3 separate regions of the Gossypium hirsutum genome follow, and all the other regions are linked to region 1. A link is a contact called in public Hi-C data. All regions are on one chromosome and are shown on one strand. Each heading gives the region's core, a stretch centred on a gene start, on an enhancer-like site or on the middle of the called end of the contact. The rest is flanking DNA. Distances are from core to core; before and after follow the strand shown.

Region 1 (3,962 bases), core at 549-3,048:
TTCGTTTCAATAAAAAAAATTAGCTTAGGGTTATATTTTTTCAACATATGCTGAACCTATCAAATGTTCCGCGGATTCTCCAACTCAGGAAATCCATAATAGTCGATTGCTCTGCCTAATAGAGCCAGTCACTTCAAAATAAGTAGTCTTTATCGAATCAGCATTCATAGAAATAGTAATGACAGAAGAAAGAACCCTTGCCCTTTCATTCTCATCCACCACCTCTGTTAGTTGATCCTCATGAACAATGCCCATAACCTCCATACCCTCAAGGTCTTATACCGAATTGTCCATAGCGTCTTCCTTCAATATGTGTAACCCCACCTAAATTCACCCCATACACTTGACGGTCATATTCACAAAGTCAGAAGTCGAGTTAATTCCAAGAGCATCAATACTAGGATTGGAGACAATACCAGATGCCTGACCAGACAAATTACCAACCTCTCGCAGCCAAATACAGTTCTATGGTGAAGTCCGACGAGGCAACGCCCTAAACGCAATTTTTATATTTTTTTATCTAAATTGTTTTAACATTTTTTTCTTATTCTTTTTGTTGTGGAGTTTCCACCTTTAAAAAAATGAATTTGATAGGGAGTTGATTAAATTTGGAAATGAAACAAATTTAATATAAGATTGGTGTTAAATAATTGAAATAAATTATGTGTAATAGATTTATATATTCCAAAATTATTTTAAAGAGTAAGATAATAATATTTATATATTTATATCTAACATATAATAAATACAATATTAGGAATATGATTCCGGCGAGTTAAAAAATTAGCTCATAAAATTTGTTCCACTTTTCTTGATAAAAAAATTCTAGCCATTCAATTTTTTCAAACCAAATTTTTTATTTTGCTAACTTCGTGGCTTCTTTAATAGTATATTTTTTAAAATTTTATTTCACTTTATCATGGTATTTATTTTGTCTATTTTGTTTTTTTTTAAATTAGTGGTGATTTGAGTTTTAATTTTTAGTTTAAAGTTACGTTATAGCATATATATTAGATTTATCAGAATAAAGATGCTGGAAACTAATCTTGGAGAACCTTATCATAATAAAGCATAATGAAAATGTTTGTAAAATTGAAATATGAGATGATGAGGAGGAGGATAGGTTATATGAGATATGGCATTTTGTGCATTATCGATGAAGTGAGTATTTTGGGGTTCTTAATAGTGGCTTCTTAGTTGAGAGTTTATCATCAAGTTGTTCTAATAATGGCTAGCTAGTACTACTAATTTGATTTTCTCCTAGTAAGAATTATTCTACGGACATGATATTTGTGCATCAGATAAAAATTATTTTATAAACATGAATTTGTACATCAAATTGTAATGTCTTATTTATCGTCTATTATTTATACTATGTGAATATCTTTACATTTTTATTATTCATGATTCTTAATTTTTTTAAAAAGAAATTCTATCCTTCTCATTATGTCTAATTTTAATTTTTTGCTCTATTAATTTATTTATAATTTTTATTTTTCAAGGCATAATATTTAATTCACAATGTGCTATAATTTTTTGACAGACAAAAAGTGCAGTAATTTAGTTTTTTAATAAAAAATTTGAATTAGTAAGATATTATTGTATTTAACAAATAAAAAAAAGAGGTAGTTGATAACGTCATCAAGAATTCTTTGACTAAATTCTCTTTCTTCTTTAAACCTCAACTCTCTCCCTTTCACTTCTCCCACCTTTTTCTATTTTCCCTCTTCCTATTTCAGAAAATTTTCATTTTCCACTCACTTTCTCGTCATCCAAATGAGGAAAATAAAGAAACAAAATGGCAAGAGACGATTTATACATTGTGGTTCCAAGTTCTTTTCGGTGTCCGATATTGTTGGATGTGATGAAATCCCCAGTGAGCTTATGCACGGGGGTGACATACGACAGAGCTAGCATCCAACGTTGGCTAGACAGTGGCAACAACACATGTCCCGCCACAATGCAAGTCCTCGAAAGCAAAGACCTTATTCTCAACCGGAATTTACAACGACTCATCCAAATCTGGCTCGACTCAGTCGCTTGCCGTCAACTCGACGCCGAGTCGGTCCGCAATTCAGTTGTTGTTCCTTCTCAAAATCAGGTCAAACTCTTGGTCAAACACCTTGACATCAATTGCTTCTTATCTTTGACGAAGATCATTTGTTTCGCGCGAGAGTCAGAGGAAAACCGGGAATTCCTTGCCAAGATGGACAGGTTTTTCAGTAAGGTGCTGGATTTGATGAGGAATGCAAAATCGGGCATTAAAATAGTGTAACAGGTTGTTAAGATTTTGGATTTGATGTTAACCAAATTTTTTATAAGAAGCCATTGTTGGAAACAAATTACTTGTCGATAATTCTTCTGGTTTTACAAAGAGGGAATTCAGATTCACAAATCGAAACGGTTCGATTACTGGAGTCTATAGCGGTGAATGGAGAGTCGAAGCTCAAAATAGGTCAAAAAGAGGGATTAGTAGCGGAATTGGTAAAATCATTAAGAAAAGAGAACCCAAGATTGATTGAAGCCAGCTTATCATTTTTTATCGCAATCACAATGCCAAAACATTTAAAAACCATAGTAATCCAATATCGAATAATCCCAGAATTAAAGTACCTTTTGTCCCAACCAAACACTACTACTTCGATAACAGAGAAGGCATTGACACTGCTGGAAGAGTTGTCCATTTGCAAAAAAGGGAGAGTGGAGATTTGGCATGATTCGGTATTGTTAGGAAGGATTGCTGAGACAGTGTTGACAGTATCAAGCACGCGGTGGCGATACTTTGGAGTGGTTGTTATTTGTTTAGAGATCGGAAAGCGCAAGAAGCAGTGGCTAGTAGCAATGGGATGACCAAGTTCTTGTTGCTGATGCAGAGCAATTGTTCGTCAGCGGTTAGGAAAATGTCGAGGGATTTAGTCAAGGTTTTGGGGGTTAATTATAAACTTTTTTTATCAAATTATGATACCAAGACTATCCATATTATGCCCCGTTGAAGAACCCCATGTTTGTAAACCAAAGAAAAGTTGTGTATAGTGGAAAATTCATTTGATTTTACTGTACTCTGTGTGTTTTGATTTGATTTGATATTAAACTGTGAAAAGGACAAAGATCATTTAATGCCACTCATAAAGAGCAGTTCAAGTTGCGGTCTCTTGGATGGTCAATGACTGTAATGAGTCTGCACTATTAGATCTAAGATTTTACTTCACTTCACTATCCCTCCATTTTTATTACATTTCTTTTCTATCTCTACTAAATATATCTCAATGAGTAAATTACTTTGAGGGTCAATTTTTTTAATAACAATCCATATTAATTTAATTTTCACTCTTTTCGTGATTCAAAAAGAACAAATAATTAAGTAACAAAAAATATATATAAGGAATTAAAATAATATTATTGTAACCAATTTTCAAATTAAATTAAAAATTGGGTTTGAAGAAATTTTATTTTGCTAGAACAGGTACAAATTTATCTTTTATAAAAGAAACTTTAAAATCTTTTAAAAAGAGAATTTGAGGATCTATATTTAAATTTTTAAAAATTAATTAAATAAGTACCCATCAATACTAATGATATGAAATCAAACGTAAGATATGGATCCTAATTACACCACCATCATGTATCTGTGATGGCATGCATTCGTGTATGTATGTATGTATGTATGTATGTATGTACGCATGCACTAATGACAACATTGGAAAAAAAGAACAATGGTAATACTAATGGCTATCAAGTGTCAATTTTAATAATGAAAAAGAACTCTTAAAGCCATCATTCATTAATGTCAATAAACCAAGTAAAGAAATAATACACAATAATGCTAGGGCTTGGGCTGAGCCGATTGATGCGGTGAGGTAGTTAGTATGGTCATAAAAATGGACAAATGGTAGAAGTAATGGTTGTGGGTCGTTGGGTGGTTGAAAGATGATGATGAAAGTTAGGTATATTGATGAAATCGG
Region 2 (3,962 bases), core at 809-3,308, 360 kb after region 1:
AGAAATTTAACCCTCGAGGGGGTTTAGTTCAAAATGGTAAATATCTTCACATGAGATGTATCACACGCATTGTGAATTTGATTGTTGTCGAAGGAAATGAATAAATTTGTTGAACGTGTTAGGAGGCAGTTAGATATGTGAGACAATTTCCAACTAGATTATAAAAGCTGAAGGAGTGTGTTGTGATGGAAAAGATAGAGTGCAAGAAGATGTTTTGTGATGTTTGTACTAGGTAGAACTCAACCTACTTAATGTTAGACACTATTCAAAACTTTGAGAGAGCTTTTGAGAGATTTGAGGAGCAAGATACAAACTTTAGGGCTGAACCTGAAAGGGGAAAGGGTTGACCCAGTGTGGATGATTGCACTAGTGTTAGAAACTTGAGGGATTTCTTAGAACACTTTTTATAAAGTTACTTTGCGTATATCTGGCACTTCATATGTCACGTCCAATAATTTTTTTGACGAGCTTTCTGAAATTGATATTCTTTTACGAGATGCTTAATCAAATATTGATGTTGATTTCAGTGTTATGGCCATGAAGATGAAAGAAAAGTATGAAAGTATTAGGGTGATATTGATAAGATGAATTTGCTTATGTTTGTTGCTTGTGTTTTAGATCCTAGACAAAAATTAAAGTATCTTGAATTTGCACTTAGTGAAATGTCTAGTTCTGAAAAAACTTGTGAAATGATGCAAAAATTAAAGGAAGCTTTGTATGAATTGTTTGATGAGCATAAGCCTCCACTTTATAGTATTTGTAGTCAATCAAGTGTGTCAACACATGTTTCTCTTGGTGAACCACAACAAAAAATAAAAAGGCGTATGCAAGCTTTGTATAAGAAGCGTGATTTGGAAAATGGTGGTGAGAATAAAACATCTGAATTGGATAAATATATAGTTGACGCTAATGAGGATTTTGTTGAAGATTTTAATATTTTATTGTGGTAGAAAGTGAATAGCCCTAGATTTCCCACTCTTTCAAAGATGGCCAAAGATGTGTTAGCTATATCGGTTTCTACGATTGCTTCAGAGTCTGCATTTAGCATCGAGGGAGTGTGTTTGATCGATTTAGGAGTTCTTAACTCCTAAAATTGTACAAACTCTTGTGTGTACTCAATATTGGATTCAAAAATCATCATCACAAGAAGACATAAAAAAGATTGAAAATAAATCCAAGAGCTTGAAAAGATTGAAAATGGTATATTTATTGTTTCGTTTTAATAGTTTCAATTTTTTTACCATATCACTCTTGCATTAATCTATTTAATTAATTTAATGTTTAGATTTTTCTTGGAATGCATCAGAACCTACCCTTTCATGAGCTTTCGTGAGTTGAAGGGTATGTTTACTATCTATCCTTGTTAACTTACAATATATTCATTTGTTTATGTTATTTGATTTTTTTAAATGCATATATTTCTATTATATGCTTATTTTTTGCACATAATTTTTGTAGGTATAATGCAAATGAAGATCTTTTGGAGAGAAGAAATGGATACAAATGGAGAATATTAAATACTTACATTTTAATTATGTGTTAATTTCAAGACTTATGTAGTGTTTTTAATTATGTAGTGATTAAATATTTTAATTCGGTTAATTTTTTTAATGTTTTATACTTGTTTTAACCAAAAATCAAAAAAATATATAAATTTCGGTTAATTCGATTAACAAACTGAATTAACAAAAAAAGTTCGATTCGAATAAAATTTTTTTGAACAAATTTCGTTTCAATTTAACGGTTAAGAGTTTAAAAGAATCAATTAATTTGATAAATACTAGTTTAGGTCGATTAATCGAAGTTGTTGGAATTTAAACCAACAAAGACCCTTAGGACTACTTTTATTGGTGATCCTCTTGATAATAATACAATTTTTCAAGCCTATTGACTGTTTCTTGAAATACATTTTCTTATCTTTCAGTTTTTTATTTTTCATTTTCGATATTTTATTTTTTGTTTTTTAATATATAAAAAATAAAAGTAGACACCGGTTTAATGCATTCTGACTTCCGGAATTTCCCACGTGCGACTACCACTTTAGGGTTCCAAAACCCTAACTTGAAATTTCATAAAAGATGGGCCTGGGGCCTCAGACCAATGTGGACTCAAATATTGGATTTTGATTCAAACTTTGGACTTTAACCCCAAACGAAAATTACTACTTAAAACCCACACTAATTTTTGGGCTTAAAATTTAGACTCAAATATGAACTTGATCAGACTTGATTTTTAACATGGCTTTACATATTAGCCCACAATAATAATTAAATTTTGTTTTAAAACAAAATCAAATTTTATTTATAAAATTTAAATATTTTATTTTATTTTAAAAATAAATTTCTAATTATTTTTTTTCTTTTCCTTTTCATGCCAAAGACCCATACCTGGATGTTTAAATATTCGCCACTCCCATACCAAAATTTTGAAAAACAAAGTAAAATTAATTTAAAATTAAGAAAAACAAAGTAAAATTAATTTAAAATTAATAATTGAATATTCAATTCAATTGAGAAAAAAAACCAAATAAATTCTAATTTAAAAAGAATATTTGAAAAACAAAATTCAATCCCTTAAAAACAACTAACTTTTTAATGTTAATTCTAAAACTAAAACTAAATCAAAATTTAATTTAATTTTAAAACTACATTACACTCTCGATTTTATTCAAAAGTTCCAAATAAATCCACTTCTATAAATTTAAATTCCAATTAACTCAAAATAAAATAAAAAATAGAATGCCCAAGATTCTTTCTCTAGCTTGTGGGCTGTTCTATTTCAATTTATTACAAATTTAATGATGTGTCATATTTTTATTCATTAATAATATATAAATTCATATATTATCAATACATTAAACATAAATATTAATATATTAAATATAGAAAAAAATATTTGATACATTGTTAGAGGAATAAACTCTACAAATAAGGTTAAGGAGCAGATAAAAGCCTCATAAAATTATAATAAAATATTAAAAATAAACATTAAAAAGAATAGAACAAACATTTTAAAATTGATTGCTTGTGGATTGTGAAAGATGAATCTTAATAAAACATTTTAAAATTACTAAAAGTAAATGCAGCACTCAATTTCATCTTTTTTAATTTCAAATTTGAATGTTTATGTTTAGAGATAACTAAGCAATGATACTCAAGGTGTTTTAGAAACAAAGAAAGAAAAAAATTATTGAAAGGTAAAGTAAGAAAAGAAAGAGAAAACTTGTGTACTCATGTTTATTTTATTATTTTTTAAATTTATATACTTTTTACACAGTAATAATTTATTTTATTTATATATTACCCTGTTTGTATATATATATATATATATTATATTTGTCTTATTTTATATTGTGCTTAATTATTATTTTTATATTGTCAATTTATCATCTATACTATTTATTAAATGTTTTATTGAGTTGGTGTACTTTTCAATCGAATCACCAATTTGGATAGAGAAATTATGAAAACAATATTCCTTAATTAAAATAAGTTATATTATTTTAGGGTAATTTAATTTTTTTATTTTAAAAATCAATAAAAATTTGCATATGATGGGATTTGAATTCAAATAAATTGCATTAGTAAAACTTTTAATTTGTCACTCAACTAAAGCAATATTTTGAAATTTTTATACATTTCAATTTTATTATGCACACTTTATTACATCCATCAATTATATATATATATTAATGTATTTAATTGAGTTGGTGTCACAAGTTAACTCGACACCAACTCAAGATTAATGGCAACATAATGATAAACAAATTTATTCTTTTTTTTTAACATTGTTCATATGAAATATGCTATTATTATTACTTATTTCAAACAATATATTTCATTATTTATTATATGTTGTTTTAAAACACACATTTATACCCTAAATTTTTTATTTTTACACACATACCCTTGTGATAGGATTTTTAGTGTATTTTATTTTTTTGCCAGGGTGATTCCAATTAA
Region 3 (3,962 bases), core at 486-2,985, 340 kb before region 1:
ATCCAAAAGCCCCAAAAGATTAAGAGCTTCTTTTACAATTATGCCAAACTAAAACCATCACTGCTTTTAAAAAACACATGATGGATAACAACCATCACAACTTTCAGAATATTAAAATTTTGTTTTATATGTTACATTAATATTAGAAATTACATATATAACATTTACAATATAACTCCTAAAGTAATATATCAAATACGTATCTATATATTTGAAAAAAAAAACATACCTATATATATATGTCTAAACACACGTATATATACACATATTACTTATTAATAAATGTAACCCATTTCATGTTAAGAAATATGTTATGACAAAATACAAATGAAATATATATTATCTCAACAATCATATTCAACTATATATACACACAAATATATTTGCATGATAATAAAAAAATACTTATAAATTCTGAATAATGAAAATGATAATCAATTTTCATATACTAAATATTCAAAATTTTGTGAAACTAAAGGCATAAAAATTTAATTTGAATAAAATTATGAGTAAATATGATACTTAGTCATAAGTCAAACAAAAATTAATTATTAAAAAAAATTAAATATTTTTATAAGAACTTATACTATGCATAAGTTGTAGGTTTAGACTCTGTATTTTTTCTTTTATTTTGGTTATTAATCCCTATACATTTAGAATGGATCGATTTTAATCTTTTTACTTTTTAAAATTTTAATCTTTACTAAATGGTAACAATTAAATTCATTTTATAAAATTTTGCTATTAGTCCTATTCTATTCCTAAAGTTATAGATTTAGTCCTGTATCCTCTCTGCCATACCACACGAAGACGATGATACACTGCCCAAATTTCAGCTTCCAATACTGAGCAAATGCCCAACTTTGCAGTAGAAACCAACTAGAAACTCACCACTTCCATCGCGCAATGACCCTCCAGCTGCAGCAGCTCTTGAGCTAACCATTACTGATCCATCAAAATTCAGCTTAGTCCACCCTGATGGTGGAGCCTTCCAACCAATCTCTCGTCTCCCCCTACACTATGACTAAGTTCACTTGCCATAGCTATTTGTACCCTCTTCCCCAAGTGAAACATCTTCTAGCAATCTACAAACTAGACTGTTGGAAAACAAACATGTTCCCTTGCTGCCAAATGCATTCAAAGGAATAATGCTGGTCCAACCTAGAGAAACTATAGGAGAATCCCGCGTTAAATGAATGCAAGACTCTCAACTCCAAACTGCACAAACTACAGAATCCTACTAAGATCTCCTGCATCTACTATAGTTCGTTAGCAGCTTCTCCTTTTTGCTAAAAGCCAGAGAAAGTGTCGAGTTCTCTGGACTCTGGGGAACTTTCACTTTCCATATACTCTTCTAGATTTGGTTCATGGGATCCAAAGATCCTTGCAAAAGACATTTGTAAGCATTCGCAACAGTATCTTTCCACGTTTTAGACTAGCGATAATCAATTCTATCAGGGAACCTTGGCCACCATTGAACCTAAAAGACTTTTAATTGCCTGAACTGACACAAAATTTATTTTTAACTCCTATAGACAAAAAAATGCAAATGATGTAGCCCACTTTTATTGATGTGGCGAGTCTTGTCATCAAAATTGGACTAGATTGTCAAATAATATAAAATTACGCCATTTGGCTAAAAAAATTTATCAGTAAAAAAAAAATCCTTATATTGCTCGTTTAGAACTACTTTTTTTAAATATTCTGTTATGTACACTATATTCTACATTATTTACTAGGCTCATATGATCAACCTTTCATGCCATCACATATTGCAGCTTTTGGTATTCATGCAAGTTACTCACTTGTACAAACCCATCATCTTCCCCTTAAAGAGTCCTATGATTAAGACAATTAGATCCTCTTATTAATAACTTAAAAGGCGTCTTCGGTTTTAGTCCACTCCTCTCCCTCGATTTCTCCTATAAATAACCTCTTCATAGTCCAGGGCTCTTCATCCATTACATTCAAAAGCAAAAAAAAAAAATAAAGAAAAAGAAAAAAGAAGAAGTTGATCATGGCTGTCAGATATTTGTTTCATGTTTTGGTCCTCGTCTATGTCTTGGCTACTGTAACTGCTGCACGCCAACTGCCCATCTCCAGCAAGCCAGGCCGCCTGGAGGAGAATGGAGGGCTTGCCGAGTGCTGGAATGCACTAAATGAGCTGAAATCATGCACAGATGAGATCATTCTGTTCTTTGTTAATGGCCAAACTGACATGGGCCCTGAATGTTGTGGTGGCATCGAGGTTATCACGCGTAAATGTTGGCCTACCATGCTCACTTCCCTTGGTTTCACATCTGAGGAAGGCAACATCCTTAGAGGCTACTGTGATGCATCTTCTACTCCTGCTGCTGCTGCTCCTCTAGCCGCCTCGCCAGTTGGTTAAAGAAGGTGGCACTCTCAAAGTTCTGAGTTTTTATTTGTATTTTGTTTGGTGTTCCGCTACTGTTTGATATGTAATAAAGTTTAAATGAAATTAAACACTTGTCAACCATGAAATCGTTTGGTCTTCCTTAAGCTAGCTAGAATGCTAGATTACCTAGTAAAAAGGAGAATGAGTAGGGAGTACCTAGGAAGACCTTTATAAAATCTACCACTCCACCCTCCCTAACAATTATAATGATTTTAATTATTACTTAATTTTTTCTCTTTTTTTACCCTGAAATTAAAATCAGATACCTAATACTTAAATTAATTCATTTTAATCTCTTACTAAAAAAATTAAATATAAAGAAAAGATATTATATTATTGTTTTTATTTTAATAGTAAAAATCATTTTAATTTTCATATTCTAAGTTTAAATTAGGAGGTAGATTGGAATGAAATTATGAATCCTACTGCCCTACTTAAAGGACAAGGTTAGGGCATAGGCCCTTCTTTTAAAATTTCAAAACAAAAATAGTAAAAATTTAACTCAAAACTAATTAAGTACATTTTTATTGCTTTGTCGCCTTGCCAAAAAACCTAACCATCATCAGTAAGTACATTTCCCTGGGGTATACCATTGGTCGGTTTTATCTGGCCGGTTCGATTTGGTCCATGTCGGTTTCGTCTGTTTGGTCAATAAAGGAGTCGGTTTTGAAATTGACCGACAAACGGGCTTATAATTTATAATATTTATTAAAGCCGAAGTACACCCAAAAAACTAACCGGCTAACCCAGTTTAAATTTAGCAAACCAATTGATCTTACCCAAAGACTTTAAAACCCAATTTTTTTTCTTTTTAAAAAAAGAGCCCTAGTTGTGTTTGTCTAAACTAAACAGAACAGAACCCCTAATTCCTAAATGTCTTCTTCTTGAAATAGAAAGAAAAAAAAAATAGCAAAGCTGCCCCCTTCGACCTTCGTTGCAATCCAGCGCCTGCGCCTGCCAGCCGGCATTCAACTTTGATCTTCCCCCTTTTAATTTGGCATGCAAACATGACCAGCAAGATAAGGTATAGCTGAGATGTTTGTATGCCGCTTGAAAATGGTTTACAGGGACAAAAACTTGGGTTAATCGACCGAACCGACCAACTCGAAGTCAGTTCGATTAGATCGGTTTAGAAAACAAATTTCAAGATTAAATGGATGGTGTGCTCTAAATTCTAACGTTCAACACCTCAAAAGTAGTGGAGTCAAGCCAACTACGTTTAAAATCAGTCTTCCTTTTTATACAATAACCACTATCTCTATCCTCACCAAGAAATGCTGCTAGCAAACATACAAATTCGCAATCTACATTCAACATAAAAAGCAGATACTACTTTCATCATTAACAATTAAGCCTTTTATCCAAAAGACAAAAAAAAAAAAATAATAATAATAATAAATTCAAGAATAATAAACATCATTTTTCAAGTTTTTCTTCTTGATTTAATATTGAGCCTCAAGAATCTAACCCAAGATATACACATAAAGCAATCAATTCCTCTTCTTAAACAACACTGGGGAAAAAATGATCCAAATGAATTAAAAAC

Evidence for each region. Hi-C and Micro-C count contacts between places; a contact is called where the count stands out from the background.
Region 2: a Hi-C map of leaf shows a contact between it and region 1, with 4 times the contacts expected there. The contact joins the enhancer-like site here to the promoter of LOC107915887 in region 1. A contact is called at or near these places in 2 of 34 Hi-C or Micro-C datasets (callus and leaf).
Region 3: a Hi-C map of leaf shows a contact between it and region 1, with 2.6 times the contacts expected there. The contact joins the promoter of LOC121208230 here to the promoter of LOC107915887 in region 1. A contact is called at or near these places in 7 of 34 Hi-C or Micro-C datasets (callus, leaf and petal).

The regions. Positions count from the first base shown.
Region 1 is chrA10:14,359,723-14,363,684 of Gossypium_hirsutum_v2.1, forward strand. It overlaps LOC107915887 (U-box domain-containing protein 29), which reads left to right and starts at 1,799. Exons shown (of 2, transcript XM_041078489.1): 1 at 1,799-2,227; 2 at 2,326-2,850. The coding sequence starts at 1,799. The coding sequence ends at 2,850.
Region 2 is chrA10:14,722,398-14,726,359 of Gossypium_hirsutum_v2.1, forward strand. No RefSeq gene overlaps it. Among protein-coding and RNA genes, the nearest start is that of LOC121209207, 17 kb to the right of the region's middle. Within about 2 kb of position 2,059, at least 1 of the 9 cell types and tissues checked has an H3K27ac peak or open chromatin away from gene starts, as enhancers often do. A contact at or near this core is called in leaf, where this site is marked.
Region 3 is chrA10:14,017,833-14,021,794 of Gossypium_hirsutum_v2.1, forward strand. It overlaps LOC121208230 (egg cell-secreted protein 1.4), which reads left to right and starts at 1,736. Exons shown (of 1, transcript XM_041078775.1): 1 at 1,736-2,622. The coding sequence starts at 2,018. The coding sequence ends at 2,389. LOC107914604 reads right to left here. Exons shown (of 1, transcript XM_016843550.2): 1 at 3,798-3,962. The coding sequence ends at 3,955.